Linked DNA regions of Sus scrofa: region 2 is linked to region 1. The links are chromatin contacts, called in public Hi-C maps. All regions are on one chromosome and are shown on one strand. The core of a region is the stretch at or near the end of the contact, and the rest is flanking DNA. Distances in the headings are between cores, read along the strand shown. Region 1 holds the start of ASB6 (ankyrin repeat and SOCS box containing 6). Region 2 overlaps PRRX2 (paired mesoderm homeobox protein 2).

The links. Hi-C and Micro-C count contacts between places; a contact is called where the count stands out from the background.
Region 2: a contact with region 1 is called in a Hi-C map of skeletal muscle, with 2.3 times the contacts expected there. The contact joins the enhancer-like site here to the promoter of ASB6 in region 1. A contact is called at or near these places in 10 of 47 Hi-C or Micro-C datasets (alveolar macrophages, brain, embryonic fibroblasts and 4 more) and 1 of 2 datasets of contacts at active chromatin or transcription factors (skeletal muscle).

Annotation. Positions count from the first base shown.
Region 1 is chr1:269,829,867-269,836,110 of Sscrofa11.1, forward strand. ASB6 (ankyrin repeat and SOCS box containing 6) reads right to left here and starts at 4,340. Exons shown (of 6, transcript NM_001099937.2): 1 at 4,150-4,340; 2 at 2,967-3,148; 3 at 1,460-1,566; 4 at 1,261-1,369; 5 at 737-823; 6 at 1-641. The coding sequence starts at 4,262.
Region 2 is chr1:269,893,343-269,900,287 of Sscrofa11.1, forward strand. PRRX2 (paired mesoderm homeobox protein 2) reads left to right here. Exons shown (of 4, transcript XM_021070097.1): 2 at 6,803-6,945. Among named protein-coding and RNA genes, the nearest start is that of PTGES, 28 kb to the right of the region's middle. Within about 2 kb of position 2,034, at least 10 of the 83 cell types and tissues checked have an H3K27ac peak or open chromatin away from gene starts, as enhancers often do. A contact at or near this core is called in skeletal muscle, where this site is marked.

The DNA.
Region 1 (6,244 bases), core at 3,090-5,589:
GTGCTCGCTGAGGAGGTACCACTTGAGCCTGTCAGGCAGAGGTAGCGCCTTGACCTTGGTGTCCACAGGCCACGGCTGAAGGTAGAGCCGGATGTAGACGCGGCACAGGTGCTTGAGCGGCGGCGGGTAGCTCTCCAGCTGCCTCAGGGAGAAGTGAAGGGCCTGGATCTTTCCTGCCAGGCTGCCCACGGGGTGGATGTCGAAGTTTTCGGGCAGCTGGAGTTTGTGCGAGTTGGTCACCATGAGGTCCAGGACGGTCTCCGCCTTGCGCAGCAGGTCCACGTGGCTCTCGTCCTCGGCGCAGCCTGGGTGGGAGCAGAGCCGCTCGAAGATGATGTGGAAGCCGGACCAGCAGGACGCGCCGTGCAGGGAGCAGTTATAGGCGGCGCCGGACTCCAGCAGGAAGCGCAGGAGAGGGAAGTGCAGTTTGAAGCTCTTGAGGCAGATGTGGGTGAGGGACTCGTGCGCGGGGCACTCGCTGGGGTCGGCGCCGTGAGCCAGCAGCAGCCGCGTCACTTGGAAGCAGAAGCGGTTGATGAGCTGGGCCTCCTCCTTGTCCCCGCCCACCGTCTCCCCCAGCAGGAAGATGATGCAGGTGAACACCGTGTCCCCGTCTTTGGTGGTGGCCTTGACGTCGGCCCCTGGAAGAAGAGGGGGGAGAAGGCCTTAGACCCGTGTTCGGGGCGGCAGGGGGAAGCCGCGGAGGCGGCGCCGCCGCGTGCAAGGGCGGCCTCACCTCCTTCCAGCAGGAGCCGGATGTTCTCGGTGTTGTGGATCTGCACCCCGTCGCTGCTGGCCAGAGCGTGGAGCAGGGCCGTCTTCCCTGGGGACGGACAGCGAGTGAGGAGGAGCGGGGAGCCAGGAGGCCGAGGTCAGGGCGGCCCCGGAGGTGCGGGGAGACAGACGCTCAGGATCCGAAAACAAACTTTAAAGACAGCTGACATCTCAGCTACGGTGGAGGGTGACGGGTTTCCGGCCGGACTCCTCACTCACACAAAAACAGCAACAGGGGGCCGGGAGATGAGGAATTTTTGGATCCTGAGATGCCACCTGAGACCTGGCTGGGTCTCTCCCAACAGAAGGCCTGTCCCTCAGAAGCTGAGCACACACCCCCGCTCCCTCCCACACGGCCCTCGTGGGGCTGGCCGTGCCCTGCCTCTGGAGCCCCCGCCAGTCAGCAAGGGCACCAGCATGCGCCCGGCCTGCCCTCCCATGGCCCCCTGGCCCAGGCGCATCCCGCTTTTCCACGGGGGCACCTACCGTGCTTGTCGGCCGCGTTGACGTCTGCGCCGAGGTCCAGGAGGCGCTGCAGGCAGGGCAAGCGCTCGGGCTCCTCGCTGGCCAGGTCCAAGGGGCTGCTCTCATGGATCTGAGCCAGGAAAGCACAGCCAGGTTGGCCTGTGGGCTGCTCAGGACCCTACCGCCTCCCCCTTCGGAGCAGGCTGGGCCTGGCTCTTACCCGGTCCCTCCGGTTAATGTCGGCCCCGTGGCGCACCAGCAGCTCCACCATGTCAGGCTGGTTTCGCAGGACGGCGATGTGCAGAGCCGTGTAGTAGGTGACCGGGTCTGAAGGCGCAGACGCAGCCAGTCAGCCCTGCCTGCCCGACAGCACATTCTCACAGGTCCCAGCACCTCTGGGACACTGATGGAAGGAGGCCCGGGCTCCCGCCACCACCAGGGGGCAGGACACAGCTGCCCTCAGCCGGTGCTAGAGCCCAGGCTCTGGAGTCAGGCCTAGGTCTTGGGGGCCTTCTAACGGACATGGTGCTACATCTGGGCTTTGGTTTCTTCTTCTGTAAAATGGGACCCAAAACGGGTTTGCTGGGCAGAACACTCAGAGTGACAGCTCCTTCAGCCCTGCGATAAAAACCAGGTTCTCCAAGCTGGGTCTCCAAGCGACTGACTTCAGAATGCACCCCACCACCCTGGCCCCCTCAGCTACTTTTTTTTCCTTTTTTTTTTAATGGTCACTGTGATGTGGGATCTCAGTTCCAAGTCCAGGAACTGAACCCAGGCCACGGTGGTGGAAAAGCCAAATCTTGACCACTGGACTACCAGGGAAATCCCTCCCCCACCCCAGCTCTCTGAACCTCCAGGAGCCCAGCAGCCTCAGAGCCTGTCCTACGCCGGGGAGGGGGGACATCCTGGCCACATCCTGTGTCACCATGAAACCCCCCCCGTGTCGGGGGAACCTCAGTTTTTAATGATCCCAACTAGGATCCATGAGGATGAGGGTTTGATCCCTGGCCTCGCTCAGTGGGTTAGGGATCCGGCATCGCTGTGAGCTGCAGGTCGCAGACTTGGCTCAGATCCCACGTTGCTGGGGCTGTGGCATAGGCCCGCAGCTAAAGCTCTGATTTGACCTCTAGCCTGGGAACTTCCATATGCCACGGGTGCAGCCCTAAAAAGAAAAAAAAATAAATAAATAAACCCCTGTGGCTATAAGTCAGGGTCTGCAAGTCTCCTGGCTGACCTCCCCCCCCCGAAAATGGCCCCGTCTCCATCCCCCAGCACACAAGCTAGATGCCAGCATGGTTCTGCTGTGATTTATGCTTAATGTGTCTTCTCCGTTTTCCCCTCTCCCTATGACAGGAACAAAAATGCAAGATGCCTCAGAATGAGTGGCAGAAAATTACTTTTCCTTACTTAGCTCTGGGCACAGTGCCAGCAGCCACTTTTTCACATTAATGGAAGCGATTTAGCTGGGAGCTGGGAGGAGTCTGCTAAGTCAATCTCATGGTAGAAACAGCGACAAACTCGCTCTTGGACTTGAGGTGGCTAAGGGCCACTTGAAAGCCCACAAGGGGACGGGAGGCCACCCAGTGTGGCTGTCCTTGGTCACCACCCATGAAATAAATAAATGAGGCAAGTAGCTCCTGAGAAAAGCCTGAAGGCTTGGTCGCCCATCCAGAGCAGGGCCACACTTAAGCCACCTATCACCCCAGGTCCTCTGGGCTCCAGCTGACCTTCAAAGTTGAGGTTGGCTCCATTCCGCAGGAGAACGTCAGCGGCACGGGTCAGCCCCAGCTCGGCCATCTTCAGCAGGGCGTTGCTCACGCCTTCCTGGTAGAAGGGAGAGTGGGCCTTTCTCTCCAGCAGCTCAGTGAGAACAAGGATCCGGCTCTCCTCACTCGCGACATAACTGGGTCTGGGGCAGGAGAGGGGGGACTAGTTGAGGGTGGGAACAGCTGTGGGACCAGCTGGCTGGGCACCCTGTGGGTGGGTGGCCTTTGGTCTCCTGATGTCATTCCCCCCGTCTCCCCCCAAATCACTCCCCCAAGGCAGGGCAGAAAGTCTCTTCAGAAAAGGTCTGTGGCAGAGAGAGGGCCAAGCTGGATCCTTCTACTGGAGCAGATGCCTCGGGTTTACCAAGAAAGGACAGGGGTTGTCTTCGGCCTCCTTCCATGTTGCCCAGAGAATCTGGCCCCTGGCATGGATACAAAGCCTCATACACCTGGACTGTTGGCACTGAAGGGAACCCTTGTGGCCAAGAGTGAGAACCAGACACTGCGGGACCAGCCCAGGGCAGTCAGCAGACTTCCTGCCTGCTCACACCCAAAGTCAGTCAGCCTCCCCGTCTTCCAAAGGCTGAGAGCAGCAAAGCCTTCTGCACCTTTGCCCCAACCCACCCAGCTTCCCCGCCAATTCCAGCTGATCCCAGAAACAGACACCTGATCCCTCTTTCCTCTGTTCCACCTAAGGCATTAAACACTTTACTAACGATTGTCAGTCTCTCTTTTCTGGAGCATAAGCATCGTGAAGGCTGGGAGTTTGTTTAGCTCACTGATGTACCGCAAACGATTCACTTTCTAACACCCTTCCCAGAGATTCACGGATAGACCCGCGCCTGGATGTACAATTGCAAACTCGGCTACAGAAAGCTCACTTCGCACTGCTCACAGATGCCACCCGGCTGCCCTGCAACTCCAGGTGGAGGGCACATGACAGGCAGGGTGCAGGGTGGGGCCCTGAGGCGAAGGCCCTGCAAACACCGCACCCTCCAGCCCTCCGGGCGCTGGCCCGGAGCACCCTTCCCCCAGCGCGTCTCGGTCTCATCTGTTAGGTGGGGACACCGCCCGCCCCGCCATGTTTGTCGTGACAATGAAGGGGGAGCAGTGCCGAGTCGGAGGGGGGCAGGGAGCGAGTTACCCGTCCAGGGGTTCCTGCCGCTCAGGGTCCTGGATCCCCAAGGAGCCCAGAATCGCGTCCACCAGCGGCTGGTACTCGAAGATGATCCTCCGGAAGCCGTGCAGGAACGGCATTGCGGCGGCCGCACCCTCCGCTGAGGCCGAGACGCCGACTGCGAGCGTTCCGGCAGCCGCGGTCTTGGCCAGGTTTGGCCACTACTGGTCCAGTCCCCGAACCCGGCCTCATACACAGCCCAACCCGCTGCTCCGCGCCGGAAGTGACTCTCGCACTTGCACTTCCGGTCCCTCCGGCCCAGGAAAGAGAGTCGGGGTGACAGCGCCCTCTGCCGTCCGGGAGGACCGAGCGCCTTCGGGAGCGCGATTTGGGGGTATCTTGTGCGGCGGGGGTCCCTGGAGAATGGAGGGCGCCGACCTGCAGTCCACCGGGATCCCAGCCCTTCGCTGGCCCGCCCTTTCCCGGTCCGGCCTGGCTCCACCCTGCGATCCCGCCCGCGGCCGCTGGGCGCCGTCCGAACTCCGCCCGTTGCGCACAGCGGCCGGACCCCTGCCCAACTCTCTGCGGCAGTGGAGGGGTCTCGAACTCCAGGTGTCCCCTGGCCCCCCTGAGCTTGGGTCAGACCGCGGCTTGGCCTGGCTCTTGCCCCCCCCCCCCCCCCGCCCCCGCCGACTGGACCACATCCACCCTGACGGGCGATGGGGCAATTCCTTAGCCTCTGTCCCCTGGAAGCTCCTCTCCCTGCCAGCTGGGGGCTTCTTCCCCTTTCTCTGCCTTGATGGACTCAATGAACTTTAATTTCTTCATCTGTGAAATGGGGATAATCAAACCCATGCAAGATCCTAGACCAAGAGCTCTGTTACTGTGGGTGGAAGTGTAGCCTAGCAGGAAGGGGACCGGGCCTGGGGTACTTTTCTGGAGTTTAGGTATCTACCCCTGGGCCTCACATTTAACCTCTGCAACCTCGAGGCCCACAGGGGAGCCCTGATGACTTCACTTTTGTCCCCCCTGCTTTTTAGGGCTGCACCCGCAGGTTCTCAGGCTAGGGGTCAAATTGGAGCAGGCCTACACCACAGCCACAGCAACTCCAGACCCAAGCCGTGTCTGTGACCTACACCACAGCTCACGGTGATGCTAGATCCGTAACCCACGGAGTGAGGCCAGGGATCAAACCCACAACCTCATGCTTCCTAGTCGGATTCGTTTTCCACTGGGCCACAACGGGAACGCCCCTGATGACCTCATGATTCTGGAAAGCCCGTTATGAAGAGGTGTGCCAGTCCCAGCCGTTCACATGGCAGCTTGGGTCTCACCAGCCCCCACCCCTTCCCATGTGGACTCAGGAGCCTCTCCTGTCCAGCACCTGCCAGAGACCAGAGCTGTTGAGGAAAGTAGAAAACGTTTAGAGACAAGTTTAAAGCCAACCGCATGTGTCTATGATTAAACATAAAAAATGAGTAGAAAAGGGCTCCCCTGCCCCCAAGAGCCGAACAGTCTTAGCAAGAAAGCCCAATCCAAAGCGTCCTCAGTCCGGCTATGGGGACCGAACAGGGGCTGGATAATTGCTCACTGCACTTATGATTCCGTTTATAAGGTTGTTGTGCGGATCAGGTGACAAGCTATTAAAAATCCCCATCAGGCCTTAGAAGCCCTCCTTTTGTCCCTCCATCCCACTGCCTAAGGAGCAAGGAAGAGGAGTAGGGCAGCCCAGGTTAGGTTCGCCAGGAGACCACAGCATCCCTGGTTCCCAGCACACTTCATTTTTTTTTTTTTTTCTTTGCCTTTTAGGGCATAAGGAAGTTCCCAGGCTAGGGGTTGAATCAGAGCTACAGCTGCCAGGCTACACCCCAGCTCGCAGCAGTGCCAGATCCTTAACCCACTGCCCACTGCCCACTGAGCAAGGCCAGGGATTGAACCTGCATCCTCTTGGATACTAATCGGATTCGTTACTGCTGAGCCACGATGGGAACTCCTGCCCTGGTTCTTGATCCTGGAAGTCTCTTCTCCTGGAGTGAAATTGGGAGACTGCTCACACAGAGATGGAGAATTTCCAGCTTGTCCTGTAAAACCAGGCGATCCGACACCCGGGCCCATATTCCCG
Region 2 (6,945 bases), core at 784-3,283, 61 kb after region 1:
TTGCAGGGGGAAGGGCTCTCACTTGCTGTGTGACCCTGGATAGCCCTGGCCCGTCTCCGGGCCTTCCTCCATCTCCTCTGTAAGGCAGAGATGTCCTGCCGCCCCGCCTGAGGTTGCCGGGGACCGCCAGGGAGGTGATGCTGAGACATCTTCTCCTTCCTTGGTGCCTTAGCCCTGGTCCCTGAGTATTCAAGACTAAGAACCCGAGTTCCCTGGTGGCTCCGTGGCTTAAGGCTCCGGTGTGTCACTGCAGCATCTCGGGTTGCTGCTGTGGCGCAAATTCCATCCCTGGCCTGGGAATGTCCCCATGCCTTGGGCGCGGCCATCAAAAAAATAAAAAGAAAAAAGAAAAGAAAGAAAGCCAGTCTGTCAGATAAGAAACCAACTCTTGCCCCTTGCTTGAGATTCCCGCTGGGGTGGGACTGGCCTCCTGGGGAAGCCCCCAGAAGTGCAGGTGCCCTGCTCCAGAAGGATCCAGAGTTTCTTCTCCTTCCTCCTCCCTCTGTCCATGCTTCCTTTCTTCCCTCCAATGTTGGTGATGCACTTGGTGTCAGCCTGACCCTGGCCCTGACCTTGCAGATCTCACAGGCTGAGCAGCCTGCACGCCCCGCACCTCAAAGTTACCCTGCCCCGCTCAAAGCCCCTGCTGCTCAAAACCCCCCCTGATCTGCATGCCAGGAGTTCGGGCTCAGACCCCCCCCCCAGAGGTTCCTGTTTCTTATTCAGTATCCTCCTCTTGGCTGGCTCGTACACCCTAAGCCCCTGGAGAGACCCCCAGAATCCCACTGCACGAGGGGTCGTGCAGCCTATGCCAAGGTTAGAGCCCAGGCTCTGTGCCAGTCTGCAGGTTTAAGTCCTAGCGCCAGCCTTTACCAGCCACGTGGTTTGGCGGGTTGCTTGGCCCCCGTGCCTCAATTTCCTCATCTGCAAAATCAGGCTCAGCGCCCCCAGCTCGGATTGTTCAATGCGCTCTTTCCCGTTACTCTTATTTCTCAGTCAGGTTGCCGAGCCTGGGACTGGATAAAGGCACACACACGCAGCCACTCGGCTGCTGAGCCAGGGCCACCCCGAGGTCCTAAGCCGGAAGCCCCACCTCCTGAATCACCCCCAGGCCTGCCCCTCACATCCTGGCCAAGAGGCAGTTCCTCCCATGTCATCTGAGTCGGGATTGCTACACGGACGTCAGCAAAGGACACAGTTTCCAGAATTCTCCCTGGGGTCGTTCAAAGGAAACCAAATCTCTACCAAGAGACCTGGGTGTTGGAGGGGCAGGGGGTAGCCTCCCTGCAGCCCCCTCCCCTTCACCTCCACTTCCTTCCCCAGACTTTTCTGGCTATAAATACTTCTGCAGCTTCGAGGCTCCTTTGACCAAGGCCCAGTGTTAATTTGTTAAATCCACATCAAGGTCTCAGGGACCCGCTGTTTATTTTCGTGAACGTGTTGGCAGAGATCACATTCAGGCTGGGGGAGGCTGCTTATTTGGTCCGAATAAATGCTAATTAATAAAAGTTATTTATTTGCATTGGAGCGCGCCGTGGCCCCTGGGTCAGGCGCAAGCTGATGATCTGAGCAAAAACAAACAGAGGGTGTCTCTCAACAGCTTGAGAAAGGCAGGAACGAAGAGGCTTGGGTTTATTTGTCTTAGGAAGAATTTGCAGTTAATTCCCTCCAGACTATTTAGAGCCTTAAATTACATGGAATAAGAAAAACCATGGGTGCAGCGGAAGGAGCCAGGAACACTTGATCATTTGGCTGAGAGCTGAGTTTTTAAATGTCTTTGGCCCGAAGTCAGCCAAATAAATGGTATGTGTGAAATAATTTAATGGCAGAAAACTGTGCACCAGTCATTTTTTTTTTTTTTTTCATTGAAATGTCTTCAGGGACAAAGTCATTCTGGGTTCGAAGGAGAGAGAGCATGGCTGGCCTCCCCATCCGACTCTGTTCATCTCTCCCGGATCCAGCCCTCGCAAGAGCCTCTAAATAGCCCGCATCAGTGGAGGTGGTTTCAGGCTTTCTTTTCAGTCCCAGAGGAAAGCAGAACTTTTGCTGAACAAAAGGAAACTTTGGGCGCAGCCCGGCTTGGACCGATCAGGCCCCAGTGCTTGCTGGCCCGAGGCTTAGAGAGTATTTATTTATTTTCCAAATGCTTTAAGCTCAAGCGTGGAGCCCCCAGAGGACGCACGCCCACCACAGGACATTTCTCAGGAGGTGATTCAGGAACTCGTGGTAACGAATATCCGGCACATCCGCTGGGAAGCAGAGTCCAGTGCCAGAGTCCAAAGCTGTGGGATTGAGTCCCGGGTCACCTCCAAGACGCGCCTGAAGCTTCCTCCACCGGGGCTGCCGCTCCTGAGCCTCTGCCCGCAGCAGGGCCTGGAACCCATCTTTCTACAGTGAGCTGGGCTGAGCAAGAAAGACCCTTGTCTTCAGGCACGGAGGGGGTTGCCTGCACGCAAGAATGCTAAGGGCGGAATTCCCATAGTGGTGCAGTGGAAACAAATCTGCCTAGTAACCTTGAGGTTGTGGGTTCCATCCCTGGCCTCGCTCAGTCGGTTAAGGATCCAGCATTGCCGTGAGCTGTGGTGTAGGTCGTAGTTATGGCTCAGATCCTGCGTTGCTGCGGCTGCGGTGTAGGCTGGCAGCTGTAGCTCCAATTCGACTCCTAGCCTGGGAACCTCCATGTGCTGCGCGGGCGGCCCTAAAAAGACAAAAAAAAAAAAAAAAAAAAAGCCAATGCTAAAGGCAGCAGCCATTTATCAAGCAATTGCTGTGCTCCTGGCCTGAGTTAAACCCAGCCACTCCAGGACTTCTGTGTGACCTTGGATAAGCCACTGTCCCCCTGGGGGCTCCCAGAGGTGAGGTCTTCCTCCTGGGGTTAGGATGGAGACTCAGACACATTTCTGCACCAGGGAGATGACACGGCCTTGGAGACCCCTCCCCATGGCGTCTCCCAGACCTTGGTCCAGAGAGTGCGACCCACCCCTGCCTCCCCTTTCCTGGGAGCGAGAAGATGAGAAGGTGACCCCCATGGAACCAGGCTCACAGCCCCGGCCGGCTGAGCCTCCCCAAAGACCCGGATTCCAGCCCCGGCTGCGTGATCTCGGGCAAGCCTTTCAGAGCCGTCGTTTCCCCATGTGCGGAATGGGTAACGCCTGGATGGGCAGATGCCAGGATACAGCGGATGCGGCGCCTGGTCCTCTCGGGTCCAAACCATCTTCTGTTGAGCGCACCCCATCAGAGGTGCCTTGGGGAGAACTCAGGAGAGATGGGACTCCAGACCCGTGGAGATCCGCTGGTGTCAAGTTGGGGTGCGGACGTCTGGGGCTGTTGGCGGGGCGGAGGGGAGAGTAAGGCCTTTGTGCGAGAGTTTCCGCTCCGGAGCCACCACGCGGTTTGACCAAAGAACGAGTTGTTTCTTCCGGCGCCCACTTGGCGGGGCCAAGGCTGCAAAACGGTTTTCATTTAAACCCCCTCAGTTTTGATTTGCTCAGAAATTTCCCGAAAAAGTCTCTCCTTTTTTGGCTGAAAGGCCTCCTGCGTTGGGTTTGTGCCCAAGCAGCGCTGCCTGAAGGGGGGCGGAAATCTGCTCGCGAGGACTGGTGTTCCAGAAGCTTCCGTCCGCTCCCAGGCTCCGGATCGCACGGGTTTTCATCGCGACGTCCCTGTTATTTCGGTTTAAGGTTTCTTCCCGCTCGAGAGGGTGGGGGTGGGGGTGGAGAGAGATTCACAGGCCCCCGAGGGTCTCATCCGTCTTCGCCTTTTCTTGGAGGAAAAGGGGTGAGGAGTGAAGGCTGCAGTGGGTCCAGGACCCGGGGCCAGCTCGCTGGGGCCGCGCCGAGTCCCCAGCCGTCACCTCCCCGACCCCCACAGGTGTCCCGCATCTGGCACCACTTCCCCAAACGTACTGCACCTCAACTCCTGGTCCTCCCTCCAAACCAGGGCCCCTCACCCTCAGCACGATGGGCAAGGTGAACCAGAGAATTCTCTGATGCGGGGTCTGCCCTGGGCACGAAAGGTCTTTACGGGCATCCCCAGCCACCATCCGTTCAATTCTAATAGTGCCCCCTCTCCCAGTCCTGACCATCAGAAATGTCTCAGACAGGACTTTGCATCGTGGCTCAGCGGAAACGAATCTGACTAGCATCCATGAGGACGCAGGTTCCATCCTTGGCTTCGCTCATTGGGTTAAGGATCTGGCGTGGCCGTGAGCTGTGGTGGAGGCTGGCAGCTGCAGCTCCCACTGGACCCCTAGCCTGGGAATTTCCATATGCCAATGGCATGGCCCTTAAAAGACAAAAAAGAAAAAAAGAAAGGCTCAGACATTGCCAGATGTCCTGTCCAAACCCAGCTGTAAGGTCGTCTTTTCCCAGGGCACCCTGCCTGATGACACCCCCACCCGCTCCATGCAAGCATTTATCAGACTCATGGAACAGTTTAGCCTCCCATTGAATCAGTTGGTTGCTCAAGAGTCAGTAAACCCCACTAACCTGGGCGATTGTTCAAAAGCTAGGATTGAGTGGTATCCACAGCTGGGCTTGGAAAGTTCTAGATGCTCCCGCTATACGACTTCTCAGCCCTGTGCGAAGAGCAGAGAAGGCATAAAGGGAACGTGTAACCGGGGAGGCAAAAGGTAGGGACCCAGATCCCAAAGGGTGTCGCTAGGATCTGTTGGCCCAACTGTGGGCTACACTGGCCTTCCCCCTACACCGCTGCTGGGTGGCCTGGGAGATTCGACCTCATCTAGCATTTTACTTGCTGGCCTGGCAATCCCACTTCTAGGAATATGTCCCAAACATGCACTGGCAAAAACAGAAAATCATGTCTGCACGAGGTTATTTGTTGCGGCATCTTTTTAGGTGCAAAAGATGGGAAACACCCCACATGCCCATCCCGAAGGCTTTGGTTTTAGTTGAGTAAACCATGGTACATTTGAACCACCAAGTGGTACCGCGCCGTGAGGAGGACCAAGCTGAACGGATCTGCATTGGATGGAGGAATTTCTGGAAGATACTGCTCAGCGGGAAGAAAGGAGGTGCACAGCCGTGCATGGTCTGCTACGGCAATGCTGGATCCCCAACCCACTGAGCAAGGCCAGGGATCGAACCTGCATCCTCATGGATACTAGTGGGATTCGTTTCTGCTGCGCCACAAGGAGAACTCCCCCGAAAGAAATATTTGCAAAAAGCTGGAGTTCTTGCTGTGGTGCAGTATGTTAATTGATCCAGGTTGACTCTGTGACAGCACTGGTTCAAACCTGGCCCAGTTCAATGAGTTAAAGATCTGGCAGTGGCATAAGTTGCAGCTGAGGCTCAGATTCAGTCCCTGGCCCAGGGACTTCCACATGCTGTGGGTACGGCCAAAAAAAGAAGAGAAAGAGAGAGAGAACGGAAATGAATCCAACTAGGAACCATGAGGTTATGGGTTCGATCCCTGGCCTCACTCAGTGGGTTAAGGATCCGGCATTGCCGTGAGCTGTGGTGTAGGTCATAGATGAGGCTCGGATCTGACATTGCTCTGGCTGTGGTGTAGGCTGGCAGCTGCAGCTCCGATTCAGCCCCTCGCCTAGGAATTTCCATATACTTCAGTACAGCCCTAAAGAGGAAAAAAAAAAAAAAAAGTGGCTCTGGGAGTTCCCCTGTGGCACAGTGGGTTAAGGACCTAGTCTTGTCACTGCTGTGGTGCCAGTTCCATCCCTGGCCTGGGAACGTCTGCATACCATGGGCCAAATAAATAAATAAATAAGCTTCTGACAGGTGAAGGGAGGGAACGAGAGGGAAAATACCATATGGAAACCAATGCAAATCATGCAAATAAAGAGGGCTGGGTTTGTGGTGTCGGATGGAGTGGTTTCTGGAATCAATTAAGTGGGAAGAGGCGAGTTGCAGCGCCAACATGTCCAGCGTGCTCTCATGCTTGTAAATTTTTTTTTAAATGCACGTTTTTAATTCCGAAAAACCTGGGGAGCTGAGTCAGGAGAAGGGAGTAGTTTGTTTTGCTTTGTGCCTTTCTGTGTGGTTTGAATCCGTTACTGTGACTAGCTGTGACATTACTTGGTTATTAAATATGCATTTTTAATAAGAAATTCAGAGACACATGAAGTACTGAGCTGGACAGTGTTGCCTCTAAGTGCTGCGGGAGTGCACGGGAGGAGAGGGGATTCTGTGTGGACTCAGACAGTCAGCGAGGGCTCCCTGGAGGAGTGAGCAACGAGCTGGGCTCTACAGGATGAAGGGTCAGCAGTTTTAGTCCCAGTGATTTGTGAGTGCTAAAAAGCCTACCTTCATACGGGGAACTCTCGGAACAGTGACTCTTACTGCTTTTTAAAAATTGTATTCATGTAATTCAACGATAAATATCCATGGAGGGTTCACCATATGCCCCAGAGCCTGAGACAGGTGCTGAGGACACGCAGGGGTTTCTGGCCCTCCCTGACCAACCAAGTCATTTGCCCCTCATGGCGGCGGCAGGTGCCTGTCCCCTGGCTCCACAGGATGGAGGCTTGGCTGCGTTTGTTCACCATTATATTCTCAGGGCTGGAGCACTGCACCTGCCGCAGAGAAGGGGCTCAGTAATTACGTGTTGCAGGATGGATGGGTGGGTGGGTGGATGGATGGATGGAGGAGTGAATTAAAAGGAGGCACTCTTGCTCTCAGGCTGGACCATCCATCTGCTGAGGGAGACAAGGGTATAGCGCTCGGCGCACACTGCTGCGCTGGTGCCTGAGTAATGACTCTGTCGGTGCTGGGGGCTCTGCGGGCATCCACCGCCTGCCGCCCTGCTGACCCTCGGGGCCCCTCCGCAGGTGAGTGTCCCAGCCCCGGGCGCGGCGGCGCCGCCAAGCGGAAGAAGAAGCAGCGGCGGAACCGCACCACGTTCAACAGCAGCCAGCTGCAGGCGCTGGAACGCGTGTTCGAGCGCACGCACTACCCCGACGCCTTCGTGCGC